2 separate regions of the Mus musculus genome follow, and region 2 is linked to region 1. Evidence: chromatin contacts called from public HiChIP or PLAC-seq data. All regions are on one chromosome and are shown on one strand. Each heading gives the region's core, a stretch centred on a gene start, on an enhancer-like site or on the middle of the called end of the contact. The rest is flanking DNA. Distances are from core to core; before and after follow the strand shown.

Region 1 (6,665 bases), core at 1,719-4,218:
ACCAGTGTCTCTTAATGGTGAAATATTCTTCCCTTGGCCCTAGCATTTTATCCTTGGGCATTTTCTCAGGAAAAATGAAGGCGCGTGTCACCCTGAGATTTGTACTAGGATGTTCATAACAGTGCTACCCATCAGCCAGGAACTGAAAACAATAAATGCTCGGCAGCAGGGGAATGACCGAGTAGACAGAGCTACGCCCACACAGCTATGAGAGCTGTGCCTACAGCTGAGTGTGGTTCTCAGACGGTCAGTGGGAGGGGCTGGCAGCGATGGCTGCCTGTGGCAGTTACATGTCCTACCGCTCTATTAAAGGAGCTAACAAAGGCAACCTTAAGGAAGGAAACATTTATTTTGGGTCACGGTTAGTAGGCACAGTCTCAGAGTGGTTGGAAAGATGGCAGCAAGTGTCTCTAGCTGAGGGGGCAGGAGTGGGAGGCCCTGGTCACTTTGTGTCGGCGAGGAAGCAGACAGAGAGGTGGGGGTGCCGTTTGCTTCTTACTTTCCTCTTCCTACCCAGTCCAGGATGACAGAACATCAGGTATTGCCACCCACATTTGGAGTGGGTCTTCTGGTCTCTGTTAAAACTCTCTGGAAACACCCTCACTGACCTGATGTGCCCGGAACAAGGTGATTCTCAGCCCAAGCAAGTTCACAGCGAAGACCAAGGACAGGTATAGTTAAGGAATGGGATAGAAGTCAATACAACAGCCACTGGTGGGCAAAAGGGATGGGCGGGAGCCACAATGGAGATTCGAGAGCCAGGGAAGTGAGCAGGTTCACTTTGTGAAAATCTCACATTTCTGAATCTATATTTTGGAAAGAAAACTTAATTTAAAAAAATCTGCCACTTTTCCTACGCCTTGTGCTGTGTATCGACATGGGAGGATACCTTGAGGCCAGGAGACTGAGATCAGCCTGAGCAACACAATAAAACCTCATTTCTTACAAAACAGAACAAATTGGGTGTGGAGGTGCACGCCTTTAATCCCAGCACCCAGGGAGCAGAGCCAATCACCCTTGTAACCATCTCAAATTCAGACCCAGGGGCTGTCTAGCGGCAGAAGAGTCCATGGAACACTGTGACCATAGTCATACAATTGGAAACTACTTATCGACAAGAATAAATGGCCATAGGTAATAGGCAATAGGTTGGGTAAAACTCACAAATTGGGAAAATACAACCCATACTCCAGACAAGGGCCAATCGCCTTTAAACATAGAGGTCCTTTAAACTGTTAAAAGAAGGACCAACCACTCACTAGAAAAATGAGCTACACATGAATATGTTACTATATTTAAAAAAAAAAAAAACCTGTGTCTAAAACAGCAGCTTATGTAAGAAATTGGTAGTAGTGGCTTTCTGTGGGGAAGGAGTACCCAAAGGATGGAGACTAAAGGAAGACTCTCCTAAGCATTTTATACCTTCTCCCTTGTTTGCTTTGTTGTAGTGGTGGTGGTTGTTTTTGATTCTTTTTTGTTTGGTTGGTTTTGGTTTTTTTCAAGACAGTGTTTCTTTGTGGAGCCCTGGTTGTCCTGGAACTCACTCAGGCTGCCCTTGAACTCAGAGATTCTCCTGCCTCTGGGCTTAAAGGTGTACCTCACCACTGTCAGGCTTGGGTTTGTTTTTGAGACGGGGTCTTGCTGTGTAGCTCCAGCTGCCTCTGAAGTGCTAGAATTACAGACATGAACTACAGATATCTCCCAGTCTCCTCTCATTCTCCCTCCCTGCCCCCTTTGTATACACATTCACCTGTGTGTGCATGTGTGACTCACTCTGAGTTCTTCCAGTGTTACTCTCCATCAGATTTTTTGAGATAGGGTCTCTTACTGAACCTGGACCTCAAACATTTGCCTGTCTCTGTCCAGTCCAACACTTGGCTTACAAGTTTGTGCAATGGTTCTGGCTTTCTCTGATTGCTGGAGACTTGAACTCAAGAACCAACGCAGGTCCTTTACTTACTAAGCCTTCTCCTTGATGACACCCCTCACCCCACTGCCACACACCAGGTCTCCAGGCTGATCTCACACTTTTTCCATATAGGACTTTGAACTTGTCTTTTGCCTCTCTGCTGGGATACAGGTGTGTGCTGCTACACCCAATTTATGGGATGCTGGGGATGGAACTCAGGGCCCCAATCTTGTATCAACTGAGGTGCGCTCGCTCTCTCGCTCTCATTCTCTCTCTCTCTCTCTCTCTCTCTCTCTCTCTCTCTCTCTCTCTCTCCCCCCTCCTTCCCTTCCCTCTCTCTTCCATGAGACTTCTTTCTATATTGCACAGGCTAGCTATCTTGAGTGTCCTGTCTCGATCCAATTGCCTGACCTATCATACTGGTTTTCTGTTTTTGGTTTTGGTTTTTTCGAGACTGGGTTTCTCTGTGTAGCCCTGGCTGTCCTGGAACTCACTTTGTAGACCAGGCTGGCCTCGAACTCAGAAATCCGCCTGCCTCTGCCTCCCGAGTGCTGGGATTAAAGGCGTGCACCACCACGCCTTTAATCCCAGCATTTGATGTTCGAATCGTATAAATGTTTTTTCTTCTGCCGTTGGAACTTTTACATTCCATATTCTCAGAACGAAATTATTAATCATCTTATTTCAAAGTTAAATCTCTTGCTATCCGAAATCATACCAAGTGTACGAAGTGATCTTTTCAACACGAAAGCAATGTCCTTAAAATTTGGGAAAGGGTCCCTCATGCCTGGGGGTCTGTGGTATAGAACAATTCTGTCCTGGCCATCGCTGTTCCTCTGCCCTGTGCCCACCACTGCATTGCCTTTACCAGGAACCACAGACTTCAGCAACGCGGCCACCACAAGACCCCTAGGTACCCAGATGCATCTCAGCTGCAGTGGGACAGCTTCACTGCTGTGGGACACTAGGTGCAGGTAGACAGATCCTGGGTAGAAAGGAGAATCCAGATGTCACTAGGGAGACTGCGACCAGAGATGTGTGCTAGGCAGACAGAGCAGCTGTGGGGATCACTTAGCTAGTGCCTCTATTCAGCACCAGAGAGGTTCTCTAAGAACCTTCCCGGACTTTCCGCCCTCGCCTCCCTTGGCCAGCGTGGATAGGATTGTTGCAGATAACGCCAGGGAGGGTCATCCTGGCTCCCGCAGCGCGGACTCCTGTTTTGCGGGCCAGGGTAGGGCCACACTCCTGCGCTCCTGTGAGGTGGCGCGAGGCCCGCTGAGGGCGGGAGGAGGCGGCCCCCTCTAGCCGGGGTGGAGCCAACAGCACAGCAAGAGTGAGAGGGAAAGGCACTCCCAGCCATGGGCTCGAGGTGCGGGAGACCCGGGGGGTCTCCGGTGCTGCTATTGCTGCCGCTGTTGCTGCCCTCGTGTCCGCTGCGGAGCGCTCGGATGTTTCCAGGTGAGGATACAGGCGGCGGGGGGGGGGGGGGGGGGGGGCGGCTCTAGGGCAGGGTGAAGTGGTGGTGGTCATGGGTTCCAGTGCAACTACAGAACATAGAGTTCCCGACCCTCGGCTACCTGGCCAGGACAGGATGTGGGAAGGGTCTGTGCTCCTGGTAAGGGTTGGCCCTGGAGCAGACTTGCCCACACTTACTTAGCAAAGCAAATAGGCAACACTACCCTTTCCTCAGTGCTGCCCAGCTCTGTCCGGAAGCTTCTGCACTTCCAAACTGCCAGGCCAGAGTGTCTCCCTGCTCCTGGAAGGACCTGGGGTCCTTGGAGTCCTGGTCTGCCCACAGGCCTAGCTGTCTCATTCGGCTCGTCCTCTTCTCATGCTGGGTCTGGGCAGTGTGTATGGTGTTTATACAGTTGCCTTATGTGGCAGTTCTTCAAACAGGGGTGTCTGCCTAGCCGTGCCTGGGGCTACCACTTTCTCTTCCTACTGTAACCTCTCCTTACTCCGGGACGACAGGGCTCTTAGCATCTCCAAGCCTGTAGGGTGAATCTCCAAACTCCACATAGCAAGCACTAGGCTGGCCAGAAGGCAGAAGGACCACCGGGGAGGAGGCAGTAAGGGCTGAGGGCTGGATATTGGGCAGTCTGGAAACCACCCCATATCTGTTGACTGCTGCTTCCGTAAGGCTTCTGAGGGGGCTGACTGACAGCTGTATTGCCTTTAGCCTGCGGATAGTTAATGGTGAGGAGAGAGAGCCTCTGTGTTTCCTAATGCAGACTGGCTTCCTCAGTTTCCACTTTAGTCCACCGGACTCCTAGCTTGCCTCCTTCCTTGTCTTGCAGGGCTGCACAGAGAACACTCACACCTGAATCCTTATCCTGCACCCTTGGTAATCCGAGGCCAGCAAGACTTGGTTCTCCATACTCAGTTAAGCCTTCTCTTGGCGGAGAGATCTTTAACCTCCAGGAAGGCTTCTCTGTCCTTCCTTCTCCTCCTCTCCCTTCTCTCTCTTCAGCCTCCATTCCAAAGCCACACTTGCACATCCCCACTTGCACATGGCTCACTAATTACGAAGCACATGTGACTTTAAGGACGAGGTTCCTGGAGCTGCTGCTATTTCAGATTTTGAAAATGTATATGAGCGTTTTGCCTGCACATGCATCTGTGTACCGCGGAGGTACCAGGAAAACCTGGGGGCCGGAAGAGAGAGGCGGATCCCCTGGAGCTGGGGTTACAGATAGTTATGAGGCACCATGTGGGTGCTGAGAACTGAACCCGGTCCTCAGGAAGAACAGCGAGTGCTCTCAATCCCCGATCCACCTCTCCAGCTCCCATTCCAGAATCTTGATGTCTGGGATCTAGGGAGGCGGTGGAACAAGGAGCTGGGATGACCCAGGAAGGGCTGAGCCAACAGAGCTCTCCACTCAGGCAAGGCCAGAGCTGGAGTGGCTGGGGTTTCTATGTTTTTTTCCTTTTTTTTTCTGTAACCTGTGCCAACTGGAAGATGCAGCGGCAGAGGGATAAGTGGGCTTGCTGCTATCTCTGCAGGAGCTTGGCTCCTGCAGGATAGGTCCTGTGAGTGTTTCTGGGACCAGATAGGAGAGGGGAGGTAGGAACATTCCTGAAGAACATTCCAACACCGTCTGAGTAATGCTTGGCTCCGATTCTCTTCCTGGAGCCCCTTGGAAACGCCTGGCCCAGGATCACTGAGCCTCTGAACCCTAGCTCCTTCAGGTTCTGGGCCAGGTCCGTCAGAGTCCCAACACCAGCATCAACCCTAATGGGAGTCAGGAGCTGTGGGACAGACATTTGGTGGCTGTCTTACTCAGATGGCAAAGGAGGCCTCCAAACACCTCCCTCACCATAAAGGCATCTACTACCCAGTCTAAAAATACCCAAGGCTGCCTCCTTCTTCCCAGCCCCTCTGCGCTGGGGTCTGGGCTTCTTCCCGGGACCTCTGACCTCAAACCAGCTCTCTAAGCTCTGGCCGCTTCAAATTCCCCAATGGGGATGGTTCCTGGTGCCTCGGTTTCTCTTTTGCCACCTCCCTGGTTGCTTCTCCATTTAGGGGATGCCCCATGAATACCAAATCCTGGAAGTGCTACACATGGAGTCCAGCTTTCAGGACCCCTCCTTCCCCGATGGCTTCCTGCTCCTAACTGCAATTTTAACACTATTCTCTGCTTTCACCCCAGGAAATGCCCATGGAGAGCTAGTCACTCCCCACTGGATCCTGGAGGGCAGACTCTGGCTCAAGGTCACCCTGGAGGAGCCGGTAAGTATCCGTTATCCTGTCCTTATTAGGGGCCCTAGGTCTCCCGCTCTCTGTCCTTTCCCCCAAATGCAGCGTGACAGTTTTTCTGGGGTTCTCAGAACCAAATCACTGTACCGTTAAGCCACTCCCTGTTGGGTGGGTGGGACAAAGAGACATCTAGATGGCGTGAGGCTGCACACATGGAAGTCATTTTGGGCTTCCTCCCTCCCACCCCCTTCTATTCCTGGCCCTAACCCTCTTCTCCATGGGGGAACATTCAGGCCATGCCCACTCAACTAAGCAAAGATGAGTTCATAGTTTGGGGCCTAAAGCCTTTCAGGAGAGCTCTGTGTGTGTGTGTGTGTGTGTGTGTCTGTGTGTGTGTGTGTGTGTGTGTATTCTGTTCTGTTTTGTTTTGATTGAGACAGGGTCTTGCTATGTAGCTCTGGGGGGCTTCAAGTCATGAGCCATCATGCCAGCCACAGGAGATTTTTAAAAGAAGGACACCAAAATGTCCTCTTTGGCCGTGTTTATGGGGAACATGTGACTCCGTGGACATGCTGCTGTCCTGTAACCTCAGCTTCCATGGCTGGAAGCCACCTGGGACAAGGAAGCTGTGGGCCATTCTCCTCCTGTCCCCAGATGTATTCTCACTCTGGTTTGCTTCTCCAGAGCCCTGCTCAGCCTCCTCCTAACTTCTGCTCATTGTGTTCCCCCAGAAGAGCCATGTGTGCCTTCACTGCTTCGCTGCCCATGGGGAGGCCGGCACTGATCCGCCTGGCTTACAGAGAGGCAAGCGAGCCCCACAGAGCTTGTAAAGTTGCTCATGCTTGAATAGTTCATTGGGCCTAGAAACCTGAGGCTCCGTGGGACCTAAGGGCTTCAGATGATTGGCTGCCTCCCCTTCTTTCCTATAACTACTCAGGCTGGAGAGAGTTCAATTCTGTACCTCCTGACAGAGGGCAGCCCCACTGTCCAAACCTAGAGTGTTGCAACAGTGAGGATGCATTCCCAGAAACCTAAACCTTCCAAGTCAGGGCCTTCACT
Region 2 (6,665 bases), core at 3,649-6,148, 330 kb before region 1:
ATCAAATCTGGCTTAAGGGAATATCCTCCCTACATTCTATACCTCTCAGATACCTTAAGCCTGCACCCAGACTATCACCCTCCCTCCTTATGCCAATCAGTGACCTAACATTCCAGACATTACTCCAGATGATGTCCCTTCAGCTGAGCCTAAGCCTTCTCACCTTTCCCCGATCAGCCTATACAGCAGGAGCTGGCTGTCACATGCTCACACCAGATCATAGCTTGGTGACCAGTGAGTGACAGAGGGAAGGGCAAAGGAGGGAGACAGCATGAGCTACAGTCACCCAGTAGCTATATGGTCCCTGCTTCTAGTAGTGTCCTAGGTCCTTCCCTGCTTCAAAGGATCAGTAACAATTTCTATGCCATTGCTAACTTCCTTGACTGCCGTGACTACCTTCCAGGCTCTTCATCACCCCTACAACTGACTACGTGCACTTAATTGCCTCTGTTTAAATGGTTTCTGTTTTCCTGCCAGGACTCTGACTGACGTACTACTCTCCCCAGCATCCACACACTCAGAGTTTGCTCAGTGCTCTGTCTTTAACATTTGTACTCAACTAACATGTTTTTACTCATGACTTCCGAAGGTGGCTAGATATCTATGGTGTTCCTTCAAGGCCAAGGGTCAACAAACTACAATAAAACCTAGCTCACTGCCTATTTTGTTTAATGTTTTTCCTTTTTCTTTTTTCTTTTCTTTTGCCTTTGGAACACGGCCATACCTATTCATTTACATACTGTCTGGCTGCATTCTGTTTTAATTTTTCCTAGCAATGACTAGTAGCCATTTTTATTTCCTTGATTGTGAGTGTGTGTGTGTGTGTACACGTATGTATGTGTGTGTTCACATGCATGCACACATGTGTTGCAGATCAAACCCAGGGCATCCACATGCCATCCCTCTCCAGCTGCTTTCAAACCCAAACATGGTGGAAGGAGAGAACCAACTCCCACAAATTGTCCTCTGACCTTCACACCTTCACTGTAGAATGCGCTTAGTGAGTCATGCACACACACAGCTTTTTAATGTAATTAGAAAACCATTTTCTTAAATGTAGAATCTGAGGCTCCATTCCAGATACACCCAGTCAGTGTCTTCATGTTAACAAGAGTATTAGAAAAATGAGGTGTAGGTCTACTTGAGACGCGCTGGCTCAGGCATCAGAGAGCTGCCACCCACCTGGTTTTGGTGGCCCGTGGCCTTTGTTCATACTGTAAAAGCCCTGTAAAACACCAGAGCCCAGGCTGTTACCATTAGGGGAGGCTTTCAGCAGCTGTCCGCTAGTCCAGAGCCCTGGCAGGTCCTCAGCACAGGAGATAGCTCACTTCCTCCTCCTGGAGCTGCTGGGACAGCTCACAACAGAAACATCCGAGAGCTCTCTGCTGCCCTAAAATTCTTTCCAACGTGAGTAAAGATGTGTCTGTCCAGCTCAGGTTACTTTGGAATTGGTATTTACCTACCCATCCCCCAGGGCTTGTGGGTACCTGATACACTGGCCTAACGATAGAAATCAGGGAGGGGCAGCCATTGGAGAAAGAGTTGGGGGGAAGTTTAGCTGTTGCTTAGCTGTTGCTGCCCCTGTATCCTTGGTCCTTCTGGAAATGTTCCAGGCCACATCTGGAAATCACATCTGGAAGCCATGATGTTGCTGGACTTTTCAGAGCAGCAAAGAGGAAAGGGGTGGGGGCTGTGCTGACGTCAGTACAGACCACCCAGGAGCCTTAGCCAGAGCATTAAGCAGGAAGGCTAATTTTTCCACCATAATACTGTCCCCACTCCAACTCTGACAGAGCCAGCTACAGCCCAGCACCCAACCCTGCTGCCATATTGACCCTCTTCCACCCTAAGCTACAGGGACTCTGTTGAAGAAGACATATCCTGCCCTGTGGATCCTTCTTCTCTCCCTGACATCAGCTCTCCCCCCCAAAACCGATCCCTTCTCCTTTTTCATTCGTCCCTAGGTTCCTCCTTTGTGTAGCTAATGTCTCTTAAATTAAAAACCAAACTATAAACTCATGAAGAAATGTGTGGTCCGTAAGATTTACAAGATGCCTCCACACAGTACAAGCTTAGAATTCCTTCTGTTCTGCAGCAATCAACAAGCCTAAGAAAGAGCTAAACAATGAGCTTCCAGCCTGGAGCATCAGAGGCCTCAGGGCCCAACATCTCACCTGAACTGCCCAACTGCTGTGTTATCAGAGCCTCACATCTTCCCAGTAGTGGCTTCCAACTCACTGAGACCATCAGACAGATCTTTTGTCCAGCAGTCACTTGCTGACATCCCCAGCTCTGTTAATTGTTACAGGCCTTCAGGGATCCAGAGGCTTCAAATCCAGAGACCTGTTTTCTCCTATCCCTTAAAGCATCCCGCCACCCACCAACACCTACCAATCTTGGAATGGAGGCAAACCCCATCCCTCTCTAGTCACTACTAAGCAACTCCCAACCAGTCCTCCAATCTCTTGGACTCTTTAGTCTCCCTTCCACCGACTTCCCTTGAACCTTTGTGATAGTGACCACTTTTGCAAAAGTGACCAGTTATTCCCCTTCCTGTGTCCCCTCCCAGCATATGCCCTTTGCATTATGACTTTGTATTATCATCTCCCATTAGGGAACATCCTGGATCTAGACTCTTCCTGAGGGTTGTTTGGCTTGACAACTTGACAGAAATCTGTGTGAATTTTTACTTCCCTGGGGAATCTGTGCAGTCACTCCAAAAGTACGCCCTCAATAGCCTTCTAAGGGATGAAAAATCATGTTACTCAAGGACCCCACTGACCCAGGCAAGGATCAGCCAGATGACAACCATCTGAACCAGCCCCCAGCCAGCTGCCCATAGAGATGTGAGAGAGCTACTAAGATTGGATTACCAACCTAGACAGAGGAAGCACACAGAAGAGCCATACATCCATACATCCGTGAGATTAGATGAGTAGGGTTCTAAGCCAATAAATTCTGTAAGGCTAGGGAGGTAGACCAATTGGTTGTGTGCTTACTGCATGAGGACCTGCGTGCCTAAAATTGTGCAAATAGCTGGGTGTGGAGGCATATGCTTGTGATCACAGTACTGGGAGCTGGAGATAGACAGATGTCTGAGTCTTGCAAGCCAGCCATAGCCTGATCAGTGAGTCTGGCGTCCCAGATCCTCTATCAAAAAAACAAAGTAGGACCTGGAGTGGCACAGGCCTTTCCTCTCAGCACTCAGACGGCAGAGGCGGGTAGACCTCTGTGAGTTGAAGCCAGCCTGATCCACATAGCAAGTTCCAAGTCAGCCAAGGCTACACAGTGAAACTGTCTCAAATAAATAAATAAATAAATAAATAAATAAATAAATAAGCAAATAAAGTAAGTTATGTTTCTTAAGCACTGTAAGAAACATAAAGTATGAAATTTTCTATCATATACTATGAAACTTGTGTTTCGGACAAGGAATTCAAATCTTTTTATACCACCCCCACTTTGTAAGATTGATGCAAATGTTTTAATCACCACCCAGTAAGACCTTTGTTTACAAAATGGTTCTCTGATGTCTTCCTTGAATTTGATGGCCAAGAGCAATGACTTCTTTCTCCTTGGCAGAGTGACCCTTTCCCCCTTCCTTCATTTCTGGTGTGCCAACTAATTTCAGATTTACCAATTAAACTAAGACTATGAGGTCAGAGATCCCAGGCAATGAGGTATTTTCTCAACTGTGGTTCCTTCTTCTCTGGTGACTCTAGATTATGTTGATTAAAAACCTAGCAAACACATTTCCCAAATATAGATAGGCAGGATAACCAAGGGGCATATGTATCTCGTAAGTGTGGGGAACTCAGAGTCTGTGGGCCTCTTTTCATCAATAGGAACCAGTGGGTAAATGCTTGTTATTCAGAAAAAAAAAATCTGAACTATTTCAGAAGGCTTCATGGGGAAGGTCATGATGGCATGGAGCCCTGGACACCTGCAGCATTAGCCAACTTGGTGATCCATCTCATATGGGCTGTCTTCTCAGATTCAGTCCTTTGTCCCTCTTTCCTGCTTCCTGGTGTCACATTCGCAAAAAAAAACAAAAAACAAAAAAAAAAAACAACAAAAAAAAAACTACTTCTTCATAAATCTTATTCTCAAGCTCTTCTTCAGGAGACCTAGGCCAAGATAACAGCCAAATGTCAGAGAGGTTAAGTCATTTGCTCGAGATCACACAGCTTGGCCATATTCCGATTATACTAACAGAAAAGGTGAGAATCCATACAGAGTGATGATCACTTGACCTGACAGTCATCACTGATCACGTGCAGTCATATGACTGAAATGGAGAAAATGATGACACCATTCTCGTAAGTGGCCAAGCCAGAGAAGTCTGATTAAGTCATAATCATATGCATAGCCAATATTTGCTCAGTCAGTTGATCGATGGCTCTCCCAGCATGGCTCTGAGAACATAAACAGAATATGCATAAATAAATTGTAAGACCCAAAAAGCCTTACATCTGGGATGTCCCACTCACAGAGATGTAGAGACGGAGATGGATGCAAAAAGCAAGAGGTTTATTGACCCAGCATGCTGTGGTTGTCCTGAAATCGGGATAGAAGCGACCCAGAGTAGCTAAAGCACACACCTTTTATACATTTTTTTCCCAAGGTTTCTCTGTGTAGCCCTGGCTGTCCTGGAACTCACTCTGTAGACCAGGCTGGCTCGAACTCAGAAATCCGCCTGCCTCTGCCTCCCAAGTGCTGGGATTAAAGGCATGCGCCACCATGCCTGGCTATACATTTTTTAGAGAAGTTTTCTGTCACAGTTTAGGGCTGGCAGTTTATCATTGGTTAACCTTTAACCGCATTAAGGGGGCAGACTTAAGGACCAGAGACATTGTGTGGGCTTTCCTAAACAATCAGAGAACTATCTCTTAGTGGATAAACTTAAGGACCAGAGACATTGTGTGGGCTTTCCTAAACAATCAGAGAACTATCTCTTAGCACACCTTGCAGTGAGGCAAATTCTGGGAAAAGAACACATTTACTTAACTTTTTACAACAGTGGTCATTTGAGCTACCACAAATCTTACAAAATCAGATGAAAATTTTAGATTTATTTATTTTATGTTATATATAGGAGTGTTATACTTACATGTATGTATAGGAGTGTTATACTTACATGTATGTATAGGAGTGTTATACTTACATGTGTGTATGTGCACCTGGTGTGTGTGCCTCCCTGATGCCCACAGACGTCAGGCATCGGATCCCTGGAACTGGAGTTACAGAGAGTTGTGCAATGCCATGGGTGCTGGGGGGACCTGGGACAGCTGGAAGAGCAGTCAGTGCTCTTAGCCATAGAGCCATCTCTCCAGCCCCTCATATTTTATTTTTTAAGGATTCAAGTTATGTAGCCAGGCATGGTTGCACACACCTTTAATTACAACACTTGGGTGGCAGAGGCAAGCAGATCTCTGCGTTCAAGGCCAGCTTGGTCTACAAAGTGAGTTCCAGGATAGCCAGGGCTATACAGAGAAACCCTCTCTCAAAAAAACCAAACCAAACCAAAAAAAAAAAAAAAAAGAAGGAGGAGGAGGAGGAGGAAGAGGAGGAGGAGGAGAAGGAGAAGGAGAAGGAGAAGGAGAAGGAGAAGGAGAAGGAGAAGGAGAAGGAGAAGGAGAAGGAGAAGAAGAAGAAGAAGAAGAAGAAGAAGAAGAAGAAGAAGAAGAAGAAGAAGAAGAAGAAGAAGAGAAGAAGAAGAAGAAGTCGTTGTTGTTGTTGTTGTTGTTGTTGTTGTTAGAATATTACAACTAGGGCTCCAATCCCTTTGCCTGTGTTTCTATTTCCTTTCAGGCAAAGACCTTTTCTATGCACTTAGAGCCACACTAGGGATTGTTCTGTTTACATGAGCTCTTGCTCTAGAAGTGTCTTCTACAACATGCATTTTCCTTTATCATCTTGTCTGGGAGCTTTCTTTTACACCACTCACAGTATTCCTAGAACATGAACAGACCATATGTTAGTCACTTTTTCTTTTGGTAGGCACGCAGGCTGCTGTTAATCTAGTTTCTACAGTTCTTAACATTGACGCAATCCTGGGTTGACTTTTCAAAGCTCCAACTGACTGACACTGCCTTATCTGCGCACTTCATCCCCTGCCTGACACAGTTAACTTTGAACTCTAAGTCAAGAGTCAAAATACAGCCAGGGAAGAAGAAAGAGTGAGAGCCATCCTAGCCAGTAGGGAGGAGAGGCCAGGCTCCATGGTGGGACATGGTACGGGTCATTTACTGTCAGCTTGACACAAGCTAGCATCACCCGGGAAAGAGAAGCCTCATATGAGAAAATGCCTCTATCATATTGGCCTTTAGGCAAGTGTGTGGGACATTTTCTCAGTTAATGATTGATGTAAGAGGATCCAGGCCTCCGTGGGTGTTTCCACTCCTGAGCAGGTGGTCCTGGGTTCTATAAGAAAGCAGGCTGAGCAAGTCATGAGGAGCAAGCCAGCAAGCAGCACCCCTCCACGGCCTCTGCATCAGCAATGACCATGGAAGAACCTGCTTTCCTGGTGTTTTCAGTCTCCTTATGTAAACTTTAGGCAAAAACAAGGCAAAACTGGCTAGGTAGCAGCATATGCTTTTATTCCCAGCACCCAGGACGCAGAGGGTATCAGTGAGTTTAAGGCCATCTTGATTTGCACAGCAAGC

What was found. HiChIP or PLAC-seq counts read pairs in DNA pulled down with a chosen protein or histone mark.
Region 2: a contact with region 1 is called in an H3K27ac HiChIP or PLAC-seq map of extraembryonic endoderm stem cells, with 4 times the contacts expected there. The contact joins the enhancer-like site here to the promoter of Adam33 in region 1. A contact is called at or near these places in 3 of 39 promoter capture datasets (the HPC-7 cell line, cranial neural crest and second pharyngeal arch cranial neural crest), 1 of 15 datasets of contacts at CTCF or cohesin (large pre-B cells), 2 of 484 Hi-C or Micro-C datasets (embryonic stem cells and nephron progenitors), 14 of 115 datasets of contacts at active chromatin or transcription factors (bone marrow-derived macrophages, cardiomyocytes, differentiating embryonic stem cells and 7 more) and 3 of 9 other capture datasets (adipose tissue, embryonic stem cells and liver).

The regions. Positions count from the first base shown.
Region 1 is chr2:131,060,117-131,066,781 of GRCm38.p6, reverse strand. It overlaps Adam33 (a disintegrin and metallopeptidase domain 33), which reads left to right and starts at 2,968. Exons shown (of 21, transcript NM_033615.3): 1 at 2,968-3,367; 2 at 5,560-5,639. The coding sequence starts at 3,268.
Region 2 is chr2:131,396,959-131,403,623 of GRCm38.p6, reverse strand. No RefSeq gene overlaps it. Among named protein-coding and RNA genes, the nearest start is that of Rnf24, 47 kb to the right of the region's middle. Within about 2 kb of position 4,898, at least 3 of the 459 cell types and tissues checked have an H3K27ac peak or open chromatin away from gene starts, as enhancers often do. A contact at or near this core is called in extraembryonic endoderm stem cells, where this site is marked.